Regions from separate parts of the Mus musculus genome. Here region 2 is linked to region 1. A link is a contact called in public HiChIP or PLAC-seq data. All regions are on one chromosome and are shown on one strand. The core of a region is the stretch at or near the end of the contact, and the rest is flanking DNA. Distances in the headings are between cores, read along the strand shown. Region 1 overlaps Lonrf2 (LON peptidase N-terminal domain and ring finger 2). Region 2 overlaps Chst10 (carbohydrate sulfotransferase 10).

Evidence for each region. HiChIP or PLAC-seq counts read pairs in DNA pulled down with a chosen protein or histone mark.
Region 2: an H3K27ac HiChIP or PLAC-seq map of embryonic stem cells shows a contact between it and region 1, with 5 read pairs. The contact joins two enhancer-like sites. A contact is called at or near these places in 1 of 39 promoter capture datasets (macrophages), 1 of 15 datasets of contacts at CTCF or cohesin (the G1E-ER4 cell line), 9 of 484 Hi-C or Micro-C datasets (the HPC-7 cell line, brain, cerebral cortex and 5 more), 3 of 115 datasets of contacts at active chromatin or transcription factors (embryonic stem cells and neural progenitor cells) and 3 of 9 other capture datasets (adipose tissue, liver and pancreatic islet).

What each region holds. Positions count from the first base shown.
Region 1 is chr1:38,821,415-38,828,670 of GRCm38.p6, reverse strand. The region is part of intron 1 of Lonrf2 (LON peptidase N-terminal domain and ring finger 2); the gene reads left to right. Among named protein-coding and RNA genes, the nearest start is that of Lonrf2, 12 kb to the left of the region's middle. Within about 2 kb of position 4,565, at least 4 of the 459 cell types and tissues checked have an H3K27ac peak or open chromatin away from gene starts, as enhancers often do. A contact at or near this core is called in embryonic stem cells, where this site is marked.
Region 2 is chr1:38,863,546-38,870,964 of GRCm38.p6, reverse strand. Chst10 (carbohydrate sulfotransferase 10) reads left to right here. Exons shown (of 7, transcript NM_145142.2): 6 at 2,879-2,984; 7 at 4,930-7,093. The coding sequence ends at 5,467. Among named protein-coding and RNA genes, the nearest start is that of Gm51581, 29 kb to the left of the region's middle. Within about 2 kb of position 1,719, at least 7 of the 459 cell types and tissues checked have an H3K27ac peak or open chromatin away from gene starts, as enhancers often do. A contact at or near this core is called in embryonic stem cells, where this site is marked.

The DNA.
Region 1 (7,256 bases), core at 3,316-5,815:
TTGATTTCACATCTTAGCCTTGTGAAGGCTAAGAAATGCACAGTATTGAAGTGCTAGCTAGCATCTGCTGAGGCACTTGCTCCGTTGTAGCAGAGGCATTGCATGGGGGAAGCAGTGCGGAGCACAGAACTTGCTTAGATGGTGGGAACTAACTTGCCCTGTGATGACCTCATTAGCCTGTTTATCAAAGCAAAGCCCTCCTGGCCTGATCTCTTCATTAGACCCTACCTCTTAACACCCCTTAACAATACAGCAGAATATCAATGTAAGCGTAGGGACTTCCAATCATACTGGTCCAAGTGAGTCAGATAAGAAATCATGATTAAAATAAGGAAACCTGTGACCTGGATGGAAGTGAAGGCATTATATTGAGCTGGTGAGAGGAGTCAGTGGATCAATCATTTGTGCAGAGGCCTGGCAATCTAACACAGACCCTCAGTTCTTACAGGGCTTCAGGAGGGACCAAGTTCCCAAGAGCTGTTTTTCAACATACACATGTGCACAGTGATGTGTGCATATCTGCATTCGCTAATTCATTGGTTAGAAAGACATAAATGTGGAAAATAGGATAAAACTGTTATACCAAGGTCAGCTGCAAGTCTGTGAACTCCTGGCTCCTATTCTGATGCTAGAAAAAGAAAAGTACATTGAATTCAAAGAATGTGGAAAGAAGGGGAAAAGAGTTAACAGCAGAAGTTAATGGCAAAACCAAACCAACCAACAAACAAACAAACAAACAAAATGCATCATTCAGTGCTTCTAAACAAGCAAAGCTGCCAAAAAATATCCCCACGCTGAACTGATGGTAACCCTGGAGGTCAGCACATCTCAGGGAGAGGTTAAGTTTTGTAGACCAACCGGCATACACACCTTTTTAAAAGGGGGGTGGGTGGAATTTTGTGGTACATCTTTAAAACACCACAGAGAATGGGGAATAAAAGTTTAGAAATGCCCACAATGTCTGTGGAGTTGTGACAGGTTTGATGTAACAACTGAGTCCCCCATGAGGAAAAACTGAGTCTTCCTAAAGAAGGGACAGAGGTGCTCACTGTCATGTCTGCTACCTAGCATTAAACTGAAGGTGCTAGCCAGTGCCATGAGGGGAAAATGAAAAAAGGTGTTAGATTGGAAAAGTTAAAACTTTCACCTGCAGGTGCCTTATCAGCATACCACAGGAGAACTACCAGAAAATCCAAGAGAATTATCAAGATTGTTGAATATAGAAGGTCAGTATAGGAAGATCAGTGATGATTATGTCAGTAATGACAAACAGAAAACAGAAATTAACTGCAAAAAAATTCCTCAGAAGTCTGAAATGACTGGAAGGTGTTTGCATCATCTGCTAGTGATTGAGTCAGAATGGTGGTCACTCTTACCAGGGATCTGCCAAGTGAGAGCACGCACGACGAACTTGTCCTGAGAATGGCCTGGGTGGTGACCTCAGGGCTACTCAAGTAAAAGTTCAAAATACATATTTAAGATGTGGACTTAGTCAGTCCTCCATCACCCTGAGGCGGCAGCTCTTGAGAGTGTTGCTGCTCACCATTGTTGTCTCCGGAGACCCAACACAAATTCTACGGCTTTAGATGTTGGTTAATTGAACTTCTTCTAAATACTGAGGTTCTCTACACTGCCTGGCTCACACATTCAACAGCCTTGACAGCAGAGCAGTGACTCCATTCTGCTTGTGCTTGTCACCATGCAGGCTCACTCTGAGCAGCCGGAGGATGGGCTTCAATTAAACTCGAAATACAAAATACACATTCTTCTGGTTGTCTCACAGGCGGTGTCTCGGGAGGCCTCCTGACACCTTCTTACAGGGGAGTTAACTGATGACCCTTCTGAAATTTGCATCAGTGACTTGGCAGGTGTGCATGTAAGATTTCTGACATACATTCCCTCCACACAAAAGAATTAAATGCTGCTCTTCCTCTCCCATTGATCTTTGAGTGGTTTATAGACAGTTTCCCTTGGCTTCATCAGTTTAAGTCTCCCCGATTAGAAGATGGTTTGATTCATTTGATGTCTGTGTGAGAAGTGAATCTCATTAGTTTTGGACTCCAGGAAAAGCAGCCTTTGGAATGGGAAGAGTAAACCTTAAGGCTTTGTTGAGAAAGAAGAGTGATCTGAAAGAGCAGAGAGGTATCCTTAACCCAGTCGACCTCAGGACGAAGCTAGCCTATAGCTTGTGTAAGCAGAGGGATGGTGGATTTCAAATTCAGGTGTTGCATCTGAGGGCTGTGTCATTTGTCATGAACTGGCCCAGGAAGAAGCACAAGGGTGATGTGAATGACTAATCTGAAAGAAGCTGCAATGTTGCTGAGGGATTGTCATCTTCCAGCAAGGCAAAAAGACTTTCAGAGCTTGATTCCTTTATATCCCAGACCATAGAAAACCACAGGAACGTTTACATCTCCTTTTATGAGATAAGATGTGTGAACCAATCTTATGCATGTGCATAGATGAGAAATCCCGAGTGAATGCCTTAGTACCGGAGTCTAGCAGCCTGCTTTAAGAATATGAGGATAATTCGGTATCAGACAAGTCACTTAGCATAATCCACTGGAACAGGTTGAGGAAGACACAGTACTTCCATCTCTCAGATTCTGCAGCCTCCTCCTGGAACACAGCACCCCGTGCTAGGAATCGAGGACTGAAGGTAGCCTGGCTAATTTTATCAGTGATTGGATGTAATCTTTAATGTTAAGATTTTATATGGATGGATGTTTTTCAGGCATGTGGAATGATCCATGTGTGGGAGTTACTGAAGAACACACTAATTAAACCAACTAGAAGCATATGAGTTTTTTTAAGTGGGTGACCAAGAACTCATTTCTCAGAGCCTCTTGGTGCAGAAACTCAAGTGTTCAGCATTTTTTTAAAGTCAGAACCCACAATCACATCAGGTTTTTTAAGGGTAGGAACAGCATCTATATTTTTACAGAGCTTAATGGTATTTTTCCAGGCCTACATGACAGTTATCTCTAACTTACACTTATTTATTTCAGTTTTATGTTTTAGCCGGCACAGACATCAGTTGTTCTGGTTAATACATCTGGACATGGTCAGGGCATGGACAGTCTCACCAAAAGCACTTCCATGGTGCCTGTGGCTGCTGGGATGGAAGACTGAGGAACATCTCCAAATAAAGTCAGGACAAAATGGCACCACCTTAGCTGTTTGACACATATGTGCCTGCTGTGCTGTCAAATGCCAGAAAAGGGTATGACCTCTCCTGGAACTGGAGGAACACATGGCTGTGAGCCACCATGTGGGTGCTGGGAATTGAACCCAGATCTTCTGGAAGAACCTCCAGTGTTCTTAACTACTGAGCCATCTCCCCAGCTCTAGACATACATAGTCTTTTAAACTTAAGAGTCGGGTGGCAATGAGGCTCTGATTTAATCCCCACTGAGAGAGGGGGAGGGTTAATCTCAGTATGTCACAACAAGAGACTGAAGGGGAAGGGCTGGAAAGATTACAGTAGCAGAAAGTAAATTGTCTACACACAATGTGGCTATGGGAAAAACCCAAGGGAACCAGCTGGCAAACTGCCAGGATCTGAGAGCAATGAGCATGGTGGGCACAGGGTGTAGGGCCCATGGATTGGTCTCTGAAGCTCAGCTTGTAGTTCCAGTAGCATCTTCCATTAGATTTCTAAAAACCTCCAAAGGAGAGGTATCAAAATGCATGTGATCGTACAGCTAAGGAACCTTTACCTAATCTTTCAGTGGGAAATTATTAGTCTACAGTTATATTTCTGGTATAACAATGGGCTTTTTTTTTTAAAGGCAGGTCCTATGAGAAGAATTAATTGTATGCCTTCTAGATAGTGAAAATTCTCAATTTAAAAATGTTTTCTTTCTTCTTTTCTTTTTTCTTTTTCTTTCTTTTTTTTTTCTTTTCTTTTTGATAACCCACTCAGCCCAAATAATGTTGCTCATATGTACATGGAGGGCATTGTAACTTTTGTTTGTTTGGTTTTTTTTTTTTTTTTGGTTTTTTTTTTTTTTTTTTAATCTTAAGACAGGTAGCATCCAGTTTTACTTTAACTGTCAGTGATCCACTGGCCACAGGCATCGAGCTGTTTCCTGCATTTGTTTTGGAGATCTTCCTGGAGTTGTCCAGTCTTGTCTTTGACTATATCAGATTGTGTAACACAGAAGCAACATTCCTCCCTGAGGAAGAGACAAAGATGATCTCTCTGCTTTTAGTGCTGATTTTGCAGCACTAGGGCAGCCATTGAGTCTGTTTGGCTCTGGAGGGTAAGGGTGGTGTGAACTACTCACTGGATGCCCTCAGAGGAGAATCTATAGTAAATAGCTAGGGACCCAGTTAGTCCCACCCACTGCTCAGGTGGTTATACCCAGGACTGAGGAAGGACAGGACCTAAACCTCATTTGTCTTGCAGACTGCTATAAGCCCTGTGATAGGAACTGGCAAGGGCTCTTCACTGGGTACCACCCCTAGTTTTTGCAAAAGGAACAGCAGGGAATAAGACCAACCTGCAGGTAGGCAGTCATAAACTCAAGTGCTGCAAAGATCAAGGTACTGTGAACATTGAGATGTAAATGGCAGGGTTATGGAGAGTCTAGTAGTCCAGTGGGTGGGGCTACAGATGGTCTGACCTGGGAGGGACACACAACGAGAATTCTAAAGCAGCCAGGAAGTGTGCTGTTAGGTAGCTGATGTGTGGAGGTTAAAGTCTGAAATGAGAGATGAAATGACTGTGAGGGCAGAGAGGACAGATCAGTATCATCTAGGAGGGATGGTGTTAGGGATCTTTGAGGAGTGTTAGAGCGCATCTTCTATCCTGACTTCACCCAGGAGTAAAGAGAGCAGGGTGTATACTTGGTGTTTTGCTCATGCTTGATGGATGGCTATGACAAATGCTTTCCCGTGACTCCCATCTCCCAACTGGGGTACGATGTTCAGACTTCATAGCTAGATGGAGCTTTGTTAGGGAACAGGAAGGACAGAAAGATGGTTTGGAGTGGAGGTAAGAGATAGCTTGAACCTATGGAATCTCTTTCCATTTACCCTACAGCTGCAGCATTTGTGAAAGTCTCAAATAATACTGGGATCTAGGTGCCATTCAGTGGTCATTTGTATCAGTTATCTAAGGGGTCTTGAGGCTGTTTGAATGCAAAGGTGAACATGTCTCAAGCCCTTCATTTTGGATGCCAGGCGTAGCGGCTGGAGGTTTTCTAAAAGGTATCCTAAGGGGGAGGGAGGGGTGTGGGAAGGAAAACTGTCACTGCAGCCTGTACATGCCATGAACTTGGGAAGGACATTAATGAAGCTGGAATAGGGAGATGGCAGTGGATATGATCACAGTCTACTGTATTCATATGTAGATTCTCAAGAATAGAGAAAATGTTGTTTAAAAAAATACACTTGGGGGTGGAGGGATTGCTCAGAGGTTAAGAGCACTGGATACGCTTACAGAGGTCCTGGGTTTGATTTCCAGAGCCCACATGGCAGCCATCTGTAACTCTAGTTTCAGGATATTTGATGCCCTCTTCTGGCCTCAGAGGGCTCCAGACATGCATGTGGTACCCAGATTTACATGAAGGGAAATCACCCATACGCATATACAAAAAGCTTTAAACAACATTTGCTTGTGAGTTTTGCCAGTGAGCACCTCAAAGTCTGTATGTATACATGGTCAAAGATGGAACATATAAGGTCTCATTGTGGATCAGAACTAACATAAACACTTTCACTTGATGTTGGTGTTGGAAGAGCTTTGAACCTTAAGAGAAATATTCTCTCTATGCCAAAGAGTTCCATAATAGACCTGTATTACCAGAAACAAGAGTGAGCAAGTGAGTGATATATGATATGATATACTTTTCCTGGGAAGATGTCACACACACACACACACACACACACACACACACACACACACACCTACTCACCCCAAATAGGTACCCCAAATAGGTAGGTAGGCAGACCAAAAACCAGACACTGACAAAGTCCAAATTGTTGAACCAGTGAGTTTTATTGTGGTTACTTACAGAAATGTGGGCGAGGGGTTACTTACAGGAGCAGAAAGGACGAAAAGGCAGGTCCTGACAGTTTACTCTTCTGTTGAATTTTCTTGGTGTGTGACATGTATGAATGCAAAAGGACCAGTGTCTGCACAAGACACCCTAAGACCAAATTCTCAGCACAAGGAGATCTATCTGCTTCAGAGGAACAAAGGGTGGGGACAAAGGGACAAAGATGGGAGCTAGAAGAAGAGGAAGAAGAGAAAAGCAGCTAGGGAGAGGAGGAGGAGACAAAGGACCACCTCTGGATAGAGATGAGACAGACGTGGCCCATAGGCAAATGACAGTTTATAAAGGTACAAGGAGAAACCCCAGGTATTTAATTTTAATTGGGCATGTTAATTAGGCGAGCCTAAGGGGACTTCTGACTGCTAGTATTCAATAATTTGACAGCTGGACCTTGGTAGTAAGTCTCAGGAAGAGGAAATGGCTAAATAAGGGAATGGATCTTGGGGGGTGTCTAGCTTTAGAAATGTAATCTAACAATTTTTAGCAAGGCAGAGGGAGTGGGGGAAGAGCCGTGCTCACCATGCTCAGGTCTAGTGGAGCCCTTCCTTAGGTATGTGTTCATGTGTGTGTACAGTGTAGGTGCATATGAATGTGGAGATAAACATTGGTGTCAGCTGTTTCTCTCACATGAATCCAGGTGTCCACGACTGGGGACCAAGCTCTGCTTTACCTCCTCAGTGCCATGACTGCAGGCGTGTTTCAGTGCACCTGCCCTGTTCTTTTTCTATTTCGGTGCTGGGATCCAAGCTGAGGTCTTTATGATTGTATGGTGAGCGCCTCACTGACAGAGCCATCTCACAGCTGCCTTTGTTATTTTTTAAAGTGTGAATCTCTTAGCATGCTTCCCATGAAATGTATTTAAGGTGTCCCTTTAAAAATACCTAATTAAGCAGCACGGCTTTCTCTGGTACAAAATCGTTGAGTCTAGAAGTGTTTCACACTTTAAAGGCTCTCTTTCTCTCTTTAAGTCTTCCACCTCTAATTTGAAAATCCAAAGTCTGAAATACCCTCAAACCTGAAGCTCAGATTCGAAAGCATTTTAGATTTGGATTATTGTGCTAAGAAATTCCTTGATTTATTATTGGACATTGCACTAGTGTGCTTAAAGGAACAGTACGTATCAGTTTGTTTTTCTTGATGCATTCCGAAGTCTAATTAAATTTGTTTCTGTTTTCCTAAAAGAAACTCTGTAAT
Region 2 (7,419 bases), core at 470-2,969, 45 kb before region 1:
ATGAGTTCATACACTGTAGTTCTGATTACCCACTGCTCTGCTTAGACACCAGGTTTGTTTCAATTCCAATTAGTCTAAACTGGCCTAAAATTATCATAGGGTGTCTGTTAAAACTTAGCTCCAACTGACTGAGTTCCAGCAAGCAGAAGTCACACCCTGGGTACCGTGGGACAGGTTCCTGGGGTTCAGCATTGTGCCCACAGCTCCCACACCCACTCCTGGCATTACTGGCCAGTGCCAGCTGCCTTTTGCACTTTGTAAAGGTCAGTCTCAGGGCAAAAAGGATAAGGCCTTGCCTCCTGGATACATCCACGGTATGAAGTTAATGTGTCCCAGGAATAATATGCCAGCATGTTGGATTTCTGAATGGGAGATCAAGAGTATAAGGTAAATTGGAAACAAAGAATACACAGAGAGGCTCACATAGGGGCCATGGCAGTGGGAAGCATCATAACTCACTCACAAGGGTGGGAGGAAATAGAAGAAGGCTACATGAAATATGTGTGTCAACACAACCTGCTGGTGTAGCTTCCCTGACAGTTCTGGGACTCACAAGCACAGCGCAAACTTCCTGTGTATGTCAGAATCACCTGTTTTAATCAGTTACAGTACATTTTCAGTTATAATTTTTTTTTAAATTGAAAACAAAGAACTCCCTCCTGCCCCCTTGACATTGACACCCACAACATGGTCAGTGAGAAGAAAAATTAAACTTATTTTAAGAAAGCCTTTATCATCCATCTCACTGCGTTGTCTAGTAGGAAAAGTCAGCTTGTTGGTTTGTATAACCATGTGAAGTCATGCAATGCTACTTCCTAAAACAGAGAAGAAAAAAACCTAAAGCTAAATGTGTAGGCATGGGCTGGCCAGGCCATGTAAAGCAGGGAGGTCTTCGTGGCCATCCTCAGCTGACCTCCCAGTATGCTTGGACGGTGAGTGGAGTGGACCCAGGCACAAGTCCAAACCACCGGCTCTTCCATTCTCTCCTTGTGTAAACTGACGGCATGTCTGCTCCTCGGGAAGGTTAAGGGGGAGGTTTTATGATGGATGTGAGAGAGAACAGCCACAGGCATCTGGGAGGATCCAGAGCAGAGAGAGAAAGCCAGCAGACTGGACCTGGCTGTGGAAGAGGCAGGGGAAGAGAGAGGTAGTGGTGGAAGAGGCCGGGTGGGGGGGGGGGGCAAAGAGAAGACAAAGCGAGAGCATGTTGAAGAAATGACAGGATTATAAGGAGCATGAGGAGCTGTGGGGGAGGGGTAGAGGAGCAGAGACTGAGCTGGGAGCACTTTAGGTCAGGAGGAGGCAAGAAGAGCCAGGATCCTAGCATTAGACCCTGAGATATACAACAGGTTCTTGTGACACTGTGGGAGCCCCGGGGGCATCTTGTGCTTTGCTATGCTAAGAGATCTTCCTGAAGCGCATCACAAATAACTATTTGTTCCCTTGGCCAGTGAAGAGAGCAATGGCTCCTTTCGGAATGGGGAACCGGCTTTACAAGTTCTCAAGGAGCGCTGGCTTTTATTTTTCCAACCGCCAGAATTTGGGGGAATTGAGTCTCCTCAGGGTCTGACACCCCTCATCATGGTCAAATGTGCCAACTACATAGGGCTCTGGAACAGGGCATAAGTGGTTGGAAGAAGACGAATGAATGAGGGGAGGCTGTGCCTCTCGTATGGGTGGCTCGAGAGAGCTTTTTCCTTATGGGGACAGCACTGGGTCAGGATAAGGCCAGATGCTATAGCTCACAGAAGCTAAGGAAACCCTTCAGGCTCCTATCACCCTTTGTCTCCATTGAGAAAAGAAAAGTCTCCGCCTCCCCTATCCTCTACAGAAACCTGGCCCCACTTCTCAGCCATGTCCTCCCTGCTTCTGGTGCCAGCTAGGTGTTTCCATCAAGTGTTGCATGTAGCCTTTGCTGGATTGTGCTACCAGCCCCTACCCGCTTCCCTTGAATCCATGGATTAAAGACACACAGGCAGTTGTTCTGTTTCAACTGGCCTTTTGACACAATTACTGGACGCTACTTTTCTCCCACCTGGAGAAGTGTGCCCTTTATCAATATTCTTATCTCCACACCTCTCTACCTGCCCTAAACTTTAGTTGCTCAGTTACATCAAGTCTCAGCTAAACATCCCCGGCCCCTGCCTGTATGGCCACTCCACCGGAGATCTCCCTCAAAAGCATGGCACACTGCCTCTCCTCTCCTTGTGGTCTCTCTCTCTCTCTCTCTCTCTCTCTCTCTCTCTCTCTCTCTCTCTCTCTCCCTCTCTCTCTCTCCCCTTGCCTCCAGAAGTCCCACCTATCCCTCCCGTCCAGCAATTGGCCCATGGCTTCTTTACTGACAGACCAAGAACCAACTGGGGAGCAGGACCTTAGCATCAGAACTGCAGAACCTTTGTCATTTGCCGTGTGGGTTGCCATGAGGTTTGTGAGACACTGATGCTCTGGAAGTCCTGTGCTGTAAGAGCACAGTCTGCCATGGAGATGAGGGGCATAGCTGGATACGTACGTGCTCCATGCCATGTCCCTCCAGCATCTCCTGCCATCTCAGAGATCAGATAGAAAGAGCAATACCAGCTTTAGGAAGATTTAGCCTCCTAGGTACATCAACAGGGCCGTGGGGGTCAATATTCTTTTTGTTTCCTTCCCTTTCCCAACAGAAACTTCTTTCCTTCAGTCAGCTGCTGGATAGAAGAACGGCTCTCCATTATGTTACTGCCTCCAGCAGGACAGCTGGAGTTCAGGAGTGTACACATGGACATTGGTTGTGGGCTTCTCCTGTGTGCTATGGAGCTTGTGGGGCCTGGGATGACACTGATGGCACCTGTAAGGGTCAGACTGAAGTAACCCATGCACCCTTTCCTCTTGTTCCCCCCAGGAGCATTTTCTTCCATTGAAGAGATTCCTGAAAATGTAGTCCATGACCATGAGAAAAATGGCCTTCCACGCCTCTCTTCCTTCAGCAAAATAGGAATTCAGAAGCGGTAAGGGCAACTTCTTCAGAGGGGAAGGGGAAGGGTGATTTTTCAGCAAAACCCCAGGCTCAGTCCATACTTGCTGTGTGGTCCACAGGGCTCCAGATTCAGTCTGTACTTACTGTGTGGTCCACAGGGCTCCAGGCTCAGTCTGCACTTGCTGTGTGATCCACAGGGCCCCAGGTTCAGTCTGCACTTGCTGTGTGGTCCACAGGGCTCCAGGCTCAGTCTGTACTTGCTGTGTGGTCCACAGGGCTCCAGGCTCAGTCTGTACTTGCTGTGTGATTCACAGGGCTCCAGGCTCAGTCTGTACTTGCTGTGTGATTCACAGGGCCCCAGGTTCAGTCTGCACTTGCTGTGTGGTCCACAGGGCTCCAGGCTCAGTCTGCACTTGCTGTGTGGTCCACAGGGCTCCAGGCTCAGTCTTTCCTTGCTATGTGATCCACAGGGCTCCAGGCTCAGTTTGTGCTTGCTGTGTGATGCACAGGGCCCCAGGCTCAGTCTGCACTTGCTGTGTGATCCACAGGGCCCCAGGCTCAGTCTGTCCTTGCTGTGTGATCCACAGGGCTCCAGGATCAGTCTGTCCTTGCTGTGTGATCCACAGGTCTCCAGGCTCAGTCTGCACTTGCTGTGTGGTCCACAGGGCTCCAGGCTCAGTTTGTGCTTGCTGTGTGATGCACAGGGCCGTGGGGACCATGGGGCCCACTGTTTTGTGTTGGCATGCAGCAGCCAACAGTGTTCTTAGTGTCCTGTTCACTGCATATCTCAGCCTCCTGAGAACTTCAGAATCCCTTTCCCAACTCGTCACAAAGGCCATTAAAGTGTGCATCCGATTATTGCCAGAAGTGGGTAGCACTTTGTGTTTCAGTTTTGTTAAGTTCTTATGGATTCCTTACTAAATAGGATCATTTCTCCATTATATATATATATATATATATATATATATATATATATATATATAAAAGTGCTGTACACTTTGCCAGGGTACCATGCCCACGTCTGCATGTACTTCCCACTGGGGTAGTAGTGTGTTCAGGTCCATCACAGAAGACAAGCCCCTTAGACAATGGCAGTATAGTCAGCAGCGGATGAGAGGCAAAGTTCTCCCTTTTAGCTGTAAGGTGGCTTTACAGAGCCAGACTGAAGGGGTCAGAATACAAGAACTGCCCCTCAGTGTCAGGTCCAGCCTGGGCTTGGCCCTCCTTGCTTCTCAGCCCTTTGTTCTTTGTTGCTTCTGGCCTTGGGTAACTCAGTCTTCACAACTCTACAAACTTAGGCCAGAAATTGTCCTAGGTGTGGCCTGGGCTCTAAGGGAATCTTCATGGGGCTTGGTGAGACTGCATAAATTAAGACAGGCAGCTCATGGACAACAAAGAGCTTCTGGCTTTCAGGTAAGTGCGCCATGGGGGTAGCGTTGCCACAGACACTGCTATCTCTGTTGCCCCTGCCACACCACCACAGGCCCTTAGAGCCCGTGCCCCTACTGTGCTGCTGCTTGCCTGGGGCATCTTCCTATGGGAACTGTGTGGCCTGGATCCAACTCTTCCCTTTCATTTTTATAACCCCTGAGAGTTTGGGCTGGAATCTTTAAAGCTATGCCCATAAAATAAGCCTCCAGCCTCATTAAATACGGACTCACACTTCCAGCCCTAAAGATTTCCTGCCCAGGAACCAAACTCGTAAAAGGTTTTGAAGTTTCCAATCAGCCAAGTAAAACAAACCTTTGATTCAACAGTTTCACATCAACCTCAGAGGCTTCCTGGTTTGCTAAGCCTCTGTTTCCTCACCTGTAGAATGGGTTGGTAGCAAAGTTCAGTGCATCGTACTCAGAGTGCACTGTGCACTTGAGACATACTCCGCAGGGCCTAGCCTGGTGTGACTCTCTCTCCTACCCTCTTATCTATTACCTCTTGGAGCATTTGCCTCATCTCTGACCTTATTTTTTCTTCCTCAGATTGAAAACATACTTCAAGTTTTTTATTGTGAGAGATCCCTTTGAAAGACTGATTTCTGCCTTTAAGGATAAGTTTGTTCACAATCCTCGATTCGAGCCTTGGTACAGGCATGAGATAGCCCCAGGCATTATTAGAAAGTACCGGAAGAACCGGACAGAGACCCGGGGGATCCAGTTTGAAGATTTTGTGCGCTACCTGGGTGATCCAAACCGCAGGTGGTTAGACCTTCAGTTTGGGGACCATATCATCCACTGGGTGACCTACGTTGAACTCTGTGCGCCCTGTGAGATCAAGTACAGTGTGGTCGGACACCATGAGACCCTGGAGGCAGATGCCCCGTACATCCTGAAAGAAGCTGGCATAGACCATCTGGTGTCATACCCCACCATCCCTCCGGGCATCACCATGTACAACAGAACCAAGGTAGAACAGTACTTCCTGGGCATCAGCAAACGAGACATCCGGCGTCTCTATGCCCGCTTTGAAGGGGACTTCAAGCTCTTTGGGTATCAGAAACCAGATTTCTTGCTAAATTAATGTGTCAGACCCTTGAATATTGCCAGATCAGGGGTTGGCTAGGTGAGATGTGAGCACAGAAACGGTACTTCCTCTATCGTGTCCCATGGTTCCGTTCACGGATGATGTTGGGCTCTGATTACCTGCTCAGGTGACAGATGCTCTGATGACCCCCTCCCCAGCCTGTGTCACCCCCATAAAAGGTTAGGAAAGACTGGATATTTGCAGACAGATGGACGGACCAGGAGGACGTGTTAGGAGCCTGCTTCCTTCAGCTGTCATGTCATCGGCACCGTGCCAGCTAGCCAGTGTTAGGGTAGTGTCACCCGTGACCTGTGGATTGTACAGACCCAGCACTTTCAAGAGAGATGGGATGCTGAGTGGCTGCAAAGGTTACTGGGACCCATGCAGTGTCGAATCTAAGCCAGAATGATACCTCTTTCTTTCACCTTGACACAGCAGTAGCCATAGATACAGATCATACTCTCCTTGAGCTTGAGGCCCTGTGACATTTGGTGGTCATAATCACAAAACAGTTTGAGAAGTCTGACCTTTCAGGACCCAGGCTAGCCCATTCTTTGGGACCTCTGACCCTACAAGCACCTGCTTCATTCTTCTCTTCTGGAAAGTGAGGGTGTTATAGGAACATCACCTTTGAGGACTTAGAACTTGGCACAGGGAAAGAGGAGGAACCAGCCGGTCCTGGGAACTCAGGCTGCTGTGAAATCGGGTACTGTTGTCTTTGACCCCTGCTTTTGTCTTCGACTATCCCATCAGTGTGAGCAGCAGGGGCATTTCCACCTGTCTCCTGAATGAACCTCCCTGTCCTGAGAGGGGAGTGAAGAAAACAAAGCATTTCCAGCGGATAGAGACATGCACTTGCTGACGTGTCAGGACAACACACAGGCGTGCCATGCCTGTTTTGCCGAGTCCAGTGCTGTTTACAGACTGCCAAGTCCGTTCATGTCGCAAGATGGGATCCTGTGGCCCTGAGCCTAATAGTGCCACCATCCTCGACTGAAAGACCACAAGTTGGATAATCAGATTCATCAGCAATAAAATCCTGGGTGAGGCCACCTCTGGTGATGTCATACAGGTAACAAGTCACCAATCATGGCACTGAGGCCAGCCCCAGCAAGAAGAAAGCCACAGCCGCAGTCTCGGCTGCCAACCAGCAGCAAAGGGCTATTAAAGATGATGGGGCAGTTTCTCCCAGTGAGTCCCTGGCCCAGGGTTGCGAGGAATCGTGCTAGCTTCTCCTCAAGGCTACAGCCCTAGTCTCAAAAAGCCTTTCCCGAACTTGTAAATGTGAAAGTAAAATAAGATTTAAAATGTGTGCCAAATCTGACCCATGATCCCCAGGGGAGGGGGCTCCAGGACCCCTGGTAACTCTTGAGGCCAGGGATCGGGCTACAGACTGGAAGGAGGCTCAGCCCTTCCTTGTGAACTGATAAACTGTAAACGTGATGTTGGGTTATTTGTTAGTGAAGTTTTAGCAAAGCCTACTTAAAAATCCCTCCCGGCCTGAATTTGCTGATCAGAAATCTCTTTCCTGTTTTTTTGACAGGCAACAGTGTCAATAATGTGTGTGTGTGAGGTTAAGGTCTTCAAGTCAATCTTGATTAAAGCAGCATTTTCTCTCAGAAACAAAAGTGTATCTGGGTTTGATTGTTTGTTTGTTTGTTCCTGGCATTCTGGTCATTTTCCTAACACACTTTGCCAAACAAGTAAATATTTCTACCACTTACATCTGGAACAGGCCACCTCCACACATGGCTCCTAATTCCAGACAACCAGTATCCCCAGAGTGGTTCAACCTGACACCCCTCTCCCAAGGACTTTGAAGATCCTTCTTGTCTTCAGGACCATATTCCTCTTCCCCTTCGTTCAAGGAGGCCATCCTTTCCCTGTGCCCTTGGACCACTGCTATATTCAGACTTTGATCTCTCTTCTTCCCTCACTGCTCAGAAGCA